2 separate regions of the Mus musculus genome follow, and region 1 is linked to region 2. The links are chromatin contacts, called in public promoter capture Hi-C maps. All regions are on one chromosome and are shown on one strand. The core of a region is the stretch at or near the end of the contact, and the rest is flanking DNA. Distances in the headings are between cores, read along the strand shown. Region 1 holds the start of Kctd5 (potassium channel tetramerisation domain containing 5). Region 2 holds the start of Zfp942 (zinc finger protein 942).

Region 1 (5,528 bases), core at 1,717-4,216, 2.1 Mb before region 2:
AATGGGTCAATTCCACCTGTTTTTCTGTGCTCCAGCTGGGCAGTGGGCTCCCCATGTAGAGCTGAGCCTCTCCACTTCAGGGTGTGGCATCATGGCTCAGATGTCATTTTGAGCTAAAACCCAGTTAGATGCAGTAAAAAACCACTTTGAGAGATGGCTTGTGTTAGGCTGAAACTGATAGAAACGTTAACTGCTGCAGCTCTCTTTGGGCCACCCTAGTGTTTGTGATTCATGCTTGAAGTAACCTTGCCGACAGTTGTGTGGCACAGACTCCCAGTACCAGCAAGGGGGCCGTAGGTAATTGTGTGCTTTCTTAAAGAAGTGTATGTTTTCTGAAAGCAAAAGAATAAAGGAAGGCCCGTCATTCAGAGACCACTGTGAACATTTGGATGTAGATGCTGTTCTCCCTAACTCTTTGTTCCAGTGCTGGGAATTGAATAGTGAGGTTCAGGATTGCTAAGCGAGTGCTCTACCACTGATGTGCATCCTTAGTCCTTGTTTGCTTTCTAAACCAAACTGGGAACACATACAACATTCATCATTTTACATCCAGCTTTTTCACTTGACTTGTTTTCTCTTAAGCATTTCTCCATGCCGTGGCCGTGAGTAGTTCTTCAAAAGCATGTTTTTGATAATTGTGGAGTCAAGTGGTTGTAAATTTATAAGTTATGCAGTTGTTTCCCTGTTGTAAAACATTCAGATGGTTTTTGGTTTCCTTTGTGTTTTGTTTTTGTTTTTGCTATTTAAATAATGCTGTGGTGAATATACTTCTAAGTCTTTGATTTTTTATTCTGATTTTGCCCCTTCCTCACACACCTGAAGTGGTATTTTGGGTATTTTTTCCTCCTCCTCGGTCTGATGTTTAGACCCTCTGAGTTCCAGTTACAAACCTACCTTCCTTGTGTCCTACGGACTTTGAACACATCAGTTCTTGCTAAGTTGTGTGTTCTCAAGAAAGTTTGACTATGGCTGCTTTTGTTTTTAATGCTAAAAATGTCATTACTGCAGATTCCTTTGTGACAGATTTTTTTTCCAAAAGCCAGTCTTTTCATTTGCATTGCAAGAATCTGCTCCTGCATGTTACTTCTTTTCCATCTTTGCTCTAAGGCTTCCAAGTGCTTGGTGATGTTTTCAGAATCTTGTACTTTGTGTCCACGATGGTACTGAATCTGCTTCTACACAGTCAGCAGAGATAAAGTGTTGAACTGACCTTGCTACATGCCTAATGGATAATTCATAATTAAGTTTATAGACTCAGAAATGCATTTGGGCCATTTGGGAATCAGTAGCAAAGCAGAATAGCAAAGCTCTTCTTGGAAAAGAAACCACACAGATGATTGAGTTTTACTAAAAGTACAGCTGTGAGTGTTCTTGCTCCACACCTCAGGTCTTGGTTCAGGACAGCACAGTGGCTAGGCTTTGTCATTGCCAAGGATGGGTATCCCCACTGATGCTTATGTAAACCTTCTTGTGCGCTGCAGTGCTGCACGGAACTGTAGTGCCCACCCAAATCAGATAGTAGCTTTATCTGTGTTGGGTGGGGCCTGCTGGTTCAATTTGGAAACATGCAGCAGAGATTTTCTGTGTTACTTGACTGTCAGAGCTTAGGGCTGGAGATGTGTAGAAATCAGTTTCCTGCCCTCCTCTGCCTCAAGGCTTCTCCCCATTGTTCTATAGACCTGGGGTGTTCATCTGAGACTTGGGAGGCCACAGCAACTCTGAATATGGTGAAGATACTCCTATACACGTTTCTATTTGTTTTAATGCAAAACCCAACATAAACTGGTGCTGATGCCAGTGGGTGTAGCACCTCGTGGGTAGAAGGTAAGACAAGGGCCCTGACATTGAACAGGGCTGGAACCACTCTCAGAACCTCTGAAGATACCTAGCTTCTGGCCTAACACTTCAGGGTTATAAGTCAGAATGTGGAAAAATGGCCTGCAATGTGAGGGAAGCTGTTTCTGTCAAAAGCACTTTTGCAGCAGTAAGCAAATGAATTAACCAATATGAATACCTGAAAATTCCCTGTAACTCATTTCTTCCATATGAAGAATCCAAACTGAACAAAAGTTTTTACAAATAGCAAAATTTTCCCTCCCCATGTAGTCCACCCTAGTTTAATCATCTGGGTTAATGACTACAAGTAGGTCATTGTGCAGGTTAAAGCCACGACCATAGTGTGATTGGACATGTGCAAATTAAAAACTGTTACAGTATTTAGAGCTGCTGCGGCTGGTCCATTAGCCACGTACAGTAGGATGAATTGCTGTCATTCAGGTTGGTGGCAGTCAGTTAGAACATGTGTAATATTCTCTACCTGTTCTGTAGCTGTAACTGTGATGTACAGGCAAAGGAAAAATTAAAAATACTTATGAAAACAGATAATGCAATGATACTGGGATATACACTTTTGTATTTTTATTCTTATATAAGGTTATTTGCTGGCTATTGTCGGCCTCTAGTTCAGTCTGTGTTATTTAAATTCTAATATATGAATTATTTGGATTGAATTCATGTTTGGGGCCACGTTGTTGTATGTATTGATGTACAGCCTTGAGTGTGAATAATTATTGTAAACTATATTTTACAACTTTTTTCCTGGCTTTATTATATAAATTTTCTATTTGGTCATGGTTTAATCATATAATTTAATGAAACAACTTTTCTTTTTTTTGTTTTTTTCAAATATCTGTGCTTTAGATGTAATTACCGGATGATGGATTTCCCTCGTATGCTCGGTAGTCTTGTAATAAAAGCATGTAGAGTGTACACTTTGTTTGCCATGGAGCCTCTTTGAGTAGGGGCGGAGCTTGAGCCGAGGATGCTCGTGAGAACCCGAGACTTGCTCCGGCCGGAAGTGGTAATCTCCGGCCTGCTTTTCGAGCCGGAACTTCCGCCTTGCACATGAGCCCTGGGCGGGCACTTTATTGGGGCGTACCTATGGGCGGGACAACTCAGGGGGGCTGTATTAAAGAACGGACGCTTCCGGCGAAGGGCCGCTGTGGCGGGGCTTGTTAGGATCATGGCGGAGAATCACTGCGAGCTGCTGCCGCCGGCTCCGAGCGGCCTCGGGGCGGGGCTGGGGGGCGGCCTGTGCCGCCGCTGCAGCGCTGGGATGGGCGCCCTGGCTCAGCGCCCCGGTGGCGTGTCCAAGTGGGTCCGGCTCAACGTCGGCGGCACCTACTTCCTCACCACCCGGCAGACGCTGTGCCGGGACCCGAAGTCTTTCCTGTACCGCTTGTGCCAGGCGGACCCCGACCTAGATTCGGACAAGGTGAGGGCCTCGCGGGTCAGCAGGGGTCTGGCCGCCCTAGTCGCCACTCGCGACACACACCTCTTCACAATGAGGGCGCCCGGCGGAGCGGGCCGGAGGGAGGATGGCACTCTGGTACCCACCTGCCTCGGCCCTTTGGTTTAACAGTGCCTCTTTCTTCTTTCATGCTCTTCGGTCGAGAAGGACCCAAGCTTTGCTGTGGCCCTACTTTCTTCTCCCCAGATTCTTTTGCCCAGGGTGTGTGACCACCACCGCCCAACTATTTGCTGGCTTTGGAACCTGAGAACCCTTTGCATTCATCTGGTCTTTTCACATTCCAGACGTCTAAATTAACGTAGGCCATGGGGGTTGACACAGTGACTACCCTTTTTCCAGTGATTTGCAGAGTTTGTGCTTTATCCTTCTCATTCATAAGGACAGGCACGGCATCTCTTAGAAGGTACCACCTGAGTAGAAATGTTCAAAGGTGTCAGTTTAATTCTAATAAATGAATTATTTGTATTGAATTCATGTTCGGGGCCAGGTGTCAAAAAATCTTAGGGTTGTGAAAGAGACCAGGTAGAGAATCTTTTTCCATCTCCTTTTCAGACTTCATTTCCCCACCGCCTTTGAAAAGGGTAGGGATTTCCAGCTTAGTTTGTGGTTTGTCTATCTTTAATTTAATTAAACGCTAATACTGTTAATACCTGTGGTAATAGAAAGTATTTCAATTATTATCATTACAAAAGTTGTGTGTCGTACTGCATACTGAAAAATTAGTATTGTGCAGGATTGAAACTTAGGAACAAATCGTTCACTCCCCTTTCCCCCTAGGCAGTTTATTAGCCTTGTACTAACTGAGTTTTCTGGTTCAGCCTACATGATGGTGCTTGATTTTGTGCCTTGCCAGCCTGAAAGTGACTACTCAGGAGGTTTTCCAGAAAGATCGAGCCCATTGCACTTTAAACGGCCTAACAGAGCACCTTCTCAGTGAGGGAGGCCTGGCATTATGACCAGGAAATGAACTCTTGAGTTACTGCAAAATAATCAAGAAGTTAGAGTTTGAGATACTACTATGGTAGTTCTTCATATCCTTCCTCCCAGCTGTTACCATTACTGAGTTGACCAAATCTCTTCACTCTTAGAGGATTGCCTTCTAGAAAATGGCAGAAGTCTGACAGATAGAAATAGGCTTTTGTCAGTGCTGTTTCCTTTTTATAGTGAGGGTGTGTACTTTACGATTGGTTTTTCAAACAGTAGGCATTTATAGTCATTCTTGTTTTTCTACCCAAGCATCCCTGTCTTGTGTATTAAGTCAGATTTTAAGTCAGCCTTGGCCCTTGGCTTCTGGTGTCTTTTTGCTTACTTAGCACTGGAACAAGGTATATAGGGCTGTTTGACTTCAGCATAGTTAAAGTCAAATATATCTCTTCATTTTACTATCTTTTAAGATTACTTTATAAATTATCTTTATTGTGCTGATGAGATGGCACCTGCTGCCAACCAAACCTGAAAACTTGAGTCTCTAGGATCCACAAGGTGGAAGGAAAAAACTGACTCTTAAAAGTTAAACTCTGAGTTCAAGCACTTTGGGAGGCAGAGGCATGACGATATATAAGTTTGAGGCCAGCCTGGTCTACAGAGCGAGTTTCAAGACAGCCAGGTTTACACAGAGAAACGCTGACTCAAAACACAAACAAACAAACAAAACAAAACAGCTGGAGAGCAGCTCAGTGGATGAAAGTACCGGCTGCTCTTCCAGAGACCCAGGGTTCAATATTCAACACCCACATGAAGCAGCTCACCACTCTCTGTAACTCCAGTTTCAAGGGATCTAGCACCCATATAGACATAGGCAAGCAAAACACTAATGCACATAAAATAAAATGAGTCATTAAAATTTCATATACAAAAAAGCCTGGTGTGGTGGTGCACGTCTTTAATCCCAGCACTCAGGAGGCAAAGACAGATGGATCTCTGTGAGTTCCAGGCCAGCCTGGTCTACAGAGTGAGTTCCCACACACAGAGAAACCCTGTCTCAAAAACAAAACAAACAAAAAATTAAAAATAAAGTTGTACACTGACTTCTCAGTACTATTATGGTACTTGTGTGCCCACACACGTAAATAAATGTGTGTGTTTGCCTGTGTGTGTGTGTGTGTCTGTGTGTATGTGTGCGTTTCCTTTATTGCAGTGGAAGATTATCAGAATATATTTTAGTTGTTTTTTCTTTTTAAAGTTTATTATTTAGGAAGTAGAGAGTTGGCCCAGTGGT
Region 2 (5,647 bases), core at 183-2,682:
AACTGTGAAGGAAAGAGTAAATATCAGAAATAAAAATGTCCCTTTTAATCTAAAGATTTCATTTAACTATGTGAGATGTGAGTCTCATTCACACATAGCTCAGACACAAAGAGAGTCATTCTCCCAGGAATCCTGAAAAGAAAGCTGGAGAGACTGCAAGAAAACTATTGTCTCCCATAGAAACCAGACTGCTACACTTGTCCAAAGGGAGATCTCTGCAAAAATCCCTGTCAGCAGAGTCTAAGCATTCCCACTCCTACAGGATGTCCACAACCACAGGACTTGATGATAACAAACCCTACAATAAAAAAAAAAAAAAAAAAAAAAAAAAAAAAAAAAGCTTGGCCACATATGTAGGTGCAGAGCGCTTTTCTTCAACCACAGAGATCTTTTTTCTGATACAGGAGAGTGATCGTAGTTGTACAAAAGATGCTTTCTAAAACTTTAATCTATACTGGGTTTTCTAATCATAACAATAGAGTGGTCTGATACACTCACATAGCAATAGTGAGCTTGCCTGGCCCTAAGGTGTACCATAAGAACTCAGCATATGAAGACGCACTTCTGAATGCTTTATTTACATCCGAAACTGCATACAACACTAAAGTCTACTTAGTAAATATTAATGTTTACAATCACAACCATAGCATAACATAAAGTATATTTTCTCGTTCAAAAAAAAAAAGAATCTGTACTGGTTCTTCATATGGTTAGTATAAATACAAAGTTCTATTTAGCGAAGTAAAAGGTATTCTCTTGAATAAGCAATTAGTAAAACACGGGTGTTAGAAACATGAATACATTTACGTCCCGTATGCTTTGTGATTGACACAATAGCAAACAGCAGATAATGCAACTGCTCTATCATTTTTAATGAGTTATTTTACAACTGAATATTCTGATAACTGGAGGATAAATGAAAAAAAAAATCATGATAGACCCCCAGTTCACAGGATCTCAATTTCCCGACAACGGTAAGATAACAGAACTGTGAGAGCGGCATCCATAAAAGCAGCTGCGTAAAACACCCCGCTGCTCCGCTCCCTCCCGTTTCCCAGCCCCGCAGCGCCTCTGACCTGGGACCTTCCGGGGCCACCGGGCTGCGGTGCCCGCCGCTGCGCTGCTGACTCTCCCAGGTCCGCAGCCAGGAAACTGCGTCTGAGGAGCTTTCCGGTTTCCGGAGGAAACTGGGGCCGAAAAACCAGCGCTCAGTTCGAGTACACATGGATTACACAGGTAGCAAGGGGAATGGTGGCTTTTCACGTCATTCTGGCCTGGACATTTGGAGCTGGCGACCTAGAAGAGAACGCAGCTGGACGGACTCTACCAACGTAATTAAGGAAGTGAAAGCGGCGGGCCTGAAGGCGTTAGCGCTGTCACGTGACCGGAACCGTGGTGTCCTGGGCGGGGCTAGGGGAGCCGCTCCAAAGATCGTGGCCAGAGACTGGGAACCGCGTCCCCTTAGGTACCTGTTGGAGCCAAGTTGTCTCTACTCCCACTGCGGGCGACTTACCCTGGCCTGGTTCTTTTCGAAGGCCGTAAACTCTCCTCAGATGCGGTTTCCTGTGCTGACCTGGGAGAGTCAGCCATCAGCCGCGCAGCCGCGGGCACCGCAGCCCGGCGGCCCTGGAACCTTGCAGGTCAGAGGAGCTGCGGGGCTGGGAAATGGGCTGGAGCGGAGCAGGGGCTTGTTTTCTGCAGTTGCTCTTAAGGACGCCGCGCTCACAATTCTGCTGTGGATTTTTATCATTGTCAGGAGGTTTGAGATCCTATGAACTGGGTGTATCGTGGTTTGTTTGTTTGTTTGTTTGTTTGTTTCATTTATCTTATGGTTACCAGAATGGTTTCCGAAAATAGTGTCGTAGAACATTTGCAGTACTGTAGTTTGCACACGGGGTTCTCTTTGTTACAGCAGTTACAAAGCTTCTCGAACTTAGATTTCTTAACTCCCTTGACCCATCATTTGCCTACTCAGGAGAGAGTGGCCTCTGGCCTGGGAAATAGGCATTCCCAGAGAGCTTTGTAGATATTAGTCTTATGAGGAACCAGTACACATTTGAGTGAATCAGAAAATATACATTACGAAGCACCAAAATTATGACTGTAAACATTAAGTTTTACTGACCAAAGTTTTGCTCCCCGTTAGAGTTCCATCTTAGATGCATGCTCTCTTTGATGTAAATACAGCATTCAGACATGTGTCTTCATATGCTTAGTTATTAACATCACACCTTACGGCTGAATGAAAATGAGATGATGACTGTCCAAAGGTGTGGCTGAGGAGAAGGTTAATTGTAGGTCATGATAATGCTCAGATTAGCTGGAGAAAACAAACAAACAAACAATTCCACCATTTGAGTAAGGGTTGTTAAATACTAACCAAGAGATGGACTTTGGTCACATGCTCCAGAGCTTTATAAAGACAAACCTATAGGCCACCATACTTTCCCATGCATGAGGTTTTGCAATTTTCTCAAGAACTAAAACTCCCAGCATTCCAAGAAGGTACCTGGTTCTTGCGAAGGTGGTGCTTACACGGTATTTTTGGGTTTTACAGTATGAACCAGAAAACAACCAGAGGCCACTTGAAGAGTCCAGACTGAACTAGGTATGGGGGTCAGGGAGGGACCAAGAGAAAAACCAGGAGCCAGGAAAGCTTCTAGCCAAAAATGTCGACTTTGATGTGTTAATAGGCACTTAAGTTAGCCATTCCTCTTGTGATATAGTCCAGCCCAGTATGCATGCTGTGAGAGGAAGATGTTTTTATAGATAGAAAAGTCAGTATAGAGTTTTTAAAAATAGGAAAGCATCTTTTGAATAACTGTGATTGCTCACTTACATCAGAAAAATGTCTCCTTAGTTCAAGAAAAGCACTGTGTCCACGCACATGTGACCAAACTATTTTTTTTTGTTTTGTTTTATTTTGTTTTTATTTTTGTTTCATAGTTTGTTGTTAGTAGTTTCTCAGACTTTGGACTTCTTGTAGTTGTGAGAACACCTAGACCCTAGAGTCAGGGCTTTTTTTCACAGACCTGTTAGAGAAGTGCAGCAGCCTTGATTCTGTGGGTCAGAATAGTTTTCTTGTAGTCTTCCTTGCCCCTACTAAGAGGTCCTGGGAAAACAACTCTGCATTTGTGTGAACTGTGTATGAATGAGTCTCACATCTCATAGAGTAAAATGAAATCCTCACAGAAAACGAGACTTTGGCATGATATTTTCTCTTTCTTCCTCCATGTCTCCTTTGGACAAGTGTAACCATTTTTCATTTTTGTTTTATGAAAAGTTTCAGGTGCATTCTGAAGAATTTCTTTCCTATATACAGGCCTCCCACTGCTCAGCTAGATCTGCTCACAGCTGAGTAATAATCTACTGTGCAAATGTACTACATGTTCTTTATTTATTCTTCTGTTGAAGGTCATCTAGATTGATTCTAGTTTCTAAATATTGTGAATAAAGCTGCAATGAGCCTGGTTTAGCAAGGGTCCTTGGGTAGATTGAAGTGTCCTTTGGGTATATGCCCTGGACTGAGTAGATCTTGAAGTAGTCTGATTCCCATCAGTTTGAAAAACTGCCACACTGATTTCCTTAGTGGCTGTACAATTTTGCACTCCCTCTAACAATGGAGGGATGTTTCTATTGCTCCACATTTATATCAGCATAAGCTTTCACTTGTGACGTTGATTTTAGCTATTCTGACGATTATAAGATGGAATCTCAAAATAGTTTTGATTTGCATCTCCCTGAAGGCTAAAAGTGTTGAATATTTTAAAGTATATTTTGGCCATTTGAGTTCCCTCCATTTAGAATTCCATGTTTAGATTTGCAACCCATTTATAAATTGTATATTTGGTTGTTGTTTTTTTTTTTTTTCACAGCTAGATTCTTAGGTTCTTTTTGTAATTTTGGATATTAATTCTCTATTGGATATAGAAACCCTAGACCTCGTAGTTACTTTTCATATCCTGTTGCATCAGGAAAGTTTGTGGCCCAAGCTCACAAGCTTGAATAAAGAATCCCATGTACTTGCATCAGAATAAAATAAAATAAAAAGAATTGGTAAAAATCTTCTTACACTCTGTAGGCTGCTGCTTTCTCCAAATGATGGTGTCTTTTGCCTTATAGAAACTTTTCAGTTTCCTGAAGTCCCATATATTAGTTGTTTTTCTTAGCACCTATGTTATTTTTTTCTTTTGTTTTAAAGAACGTCTTCTTCTGTGACAGTATGTTCACTTTTATTCTCTTGTCAGATTCAATGTCTTTGGTTTTATGTTGAGGTCTTGATCCACTTGCACTTGAGTTTTGTGCTGGGTTATAAGTATGGATCCGTTTGAATTCTGCTAGATACAGACATCCAGGTTGACCAGCACTATTAGTTGAAAATGGGAAATCTTTTTTTTCATTTTGTATTTCTGGCATCTTTATCAAAAACCAGGTGGCCATGTATATTTATGTCTAGGTCTTTAGTTCATTTTCATTGATCAATGTGGCTGGTTTTCTCCCAATATTTTGAGGTTTTTATACTGTAGTTTTAAAGAAAACTTGAAAATGGCAAAGGTGAGAACTCCAGAAATTTTTTTTATTGTTAATGATTGTTTTAGCAATTTTCCCTTTTTTCTCTCATTAACATAATATTGAAGTTATCTATTTAAAAACCTGTGAAGACATATGTTGGAATTTGGATGTTACATGCCTTGAATCTGTAGATTGATTGCCTTTGTTAGGATGTCCTTTTTTAATATCTTAATCCTCTTGATCTGTGAGCATGGGAGATCTTTTCATCTTCTAAAATCTTCTTTCATTTCTTCATAGACTTGAAGTTTTTATATACAAGTCTTTCACTTGCATGCCATCAACATATTTTATATTATTTGAGGATATTGTGAAAGGTATTGTTTTCCTAATTTTTTTTTAAATCCATTTGCCGTTTGTATATAGGAAGGCTATTGGTGTTTGTGCATTTATTTTGTATTGAACTATTTTGGGGGAAATTTTTTTTCAGTTGTTTAAGGTTCCTGGTGGAATTTTTCAGGATGTGTATGTGTATATATGTATATGTATATGTGTGTGTGTGTGTGTGTGTGTGTGTGTGTGTATAAATCATATCCTTTGCAAATAAGAGTTTGACTTCTTCTTTGTAATCTAATGTTTACCATCTTGATCTCCTTGAGCTGTTTTCTTGATCTTGCTAAGAATTCAAGTACTATTATGAAATAGATATGGAGAGATTGAACAGTCTGATTTGTTGCTGATTTCAGTGGAATTGCTTTGAGTTTCTCTTCATTTAATTTGATCTTGGCTTGCTGTAATCTGCCTTAATTATATTTAGGATTATTTCTTGTATATTTTATCTCTACAGGGATTTTATGGTAAAATGGTGTTGGATTTTGTCAAAGACCTTTGTACGGGTAATAAAATGGTCATTTTTTTCCCAGTTGGTTTTATGTGGTAGATTATACTTGCTGTTTTTTGTATGTTCAACTATCCTTTCAACCCTGAGACAAATCCTGCTTGATTATGATCGGTGATTTCCAGGTGTGTTCTTGAATTCTTTGCAAGTACTTTTATGAGTATTTTTGCAAGTATGTTCATAGGGAAAGGGTGTATAATTCTCCTTTTTAGTTGCATCTTTATGTGGTTTGGGTATCAG

What was found. Promoter capture Hi-C pulls out the DNA fragments that hold promoters and counts their contacts.
Region 1: a contact with region 2 is called in a promoter capture Hi-C map of pre-B cells, with 2.4 times the contacts expected there. The contact joins the promoter of Kctd5 here to the promoter of Zfp942 in region 2. A contact is called at or near these places in 2 of 39 promoter capture datasets (cranial neural crest and pre-B cells).

Annotation. Positions count from the first base shown.
Region 1 is chr17:24,070,923-24,076,450 of GRCm38.p6, reverse strand. It overlaps Kctd5 (potassium channel tetramerisation domain containing 5), which reads left to right and starts at 2,966. Exons shown (of 6, transcript NM_027008.2): 1 at 2,966-3,274. The coding sequence starts at 3,023. It overlaps Pdpk1 (3-phosphoinositide dependent protein kinase 1), which reads left to right. Exons shown (of 14, transcript NM_011062.4): 14 at 1-2,771.
Region 2 is chr17:21,958,249-21,963,895 of GRCm38.p6, reverse strand. Zfp942 (zinc finger protein 942) reads left to right here and starts at 1,432. Exons shown (of 6, transcript NM_001199048.1): 1 at 1,432-1,640. It overlaps Zfp943 (zinc finger prtoein 943), which reads right to left and starts at 1,337. Exons shown (of 4, transcript NM_001025373.2): 1 at 1,077-1,337.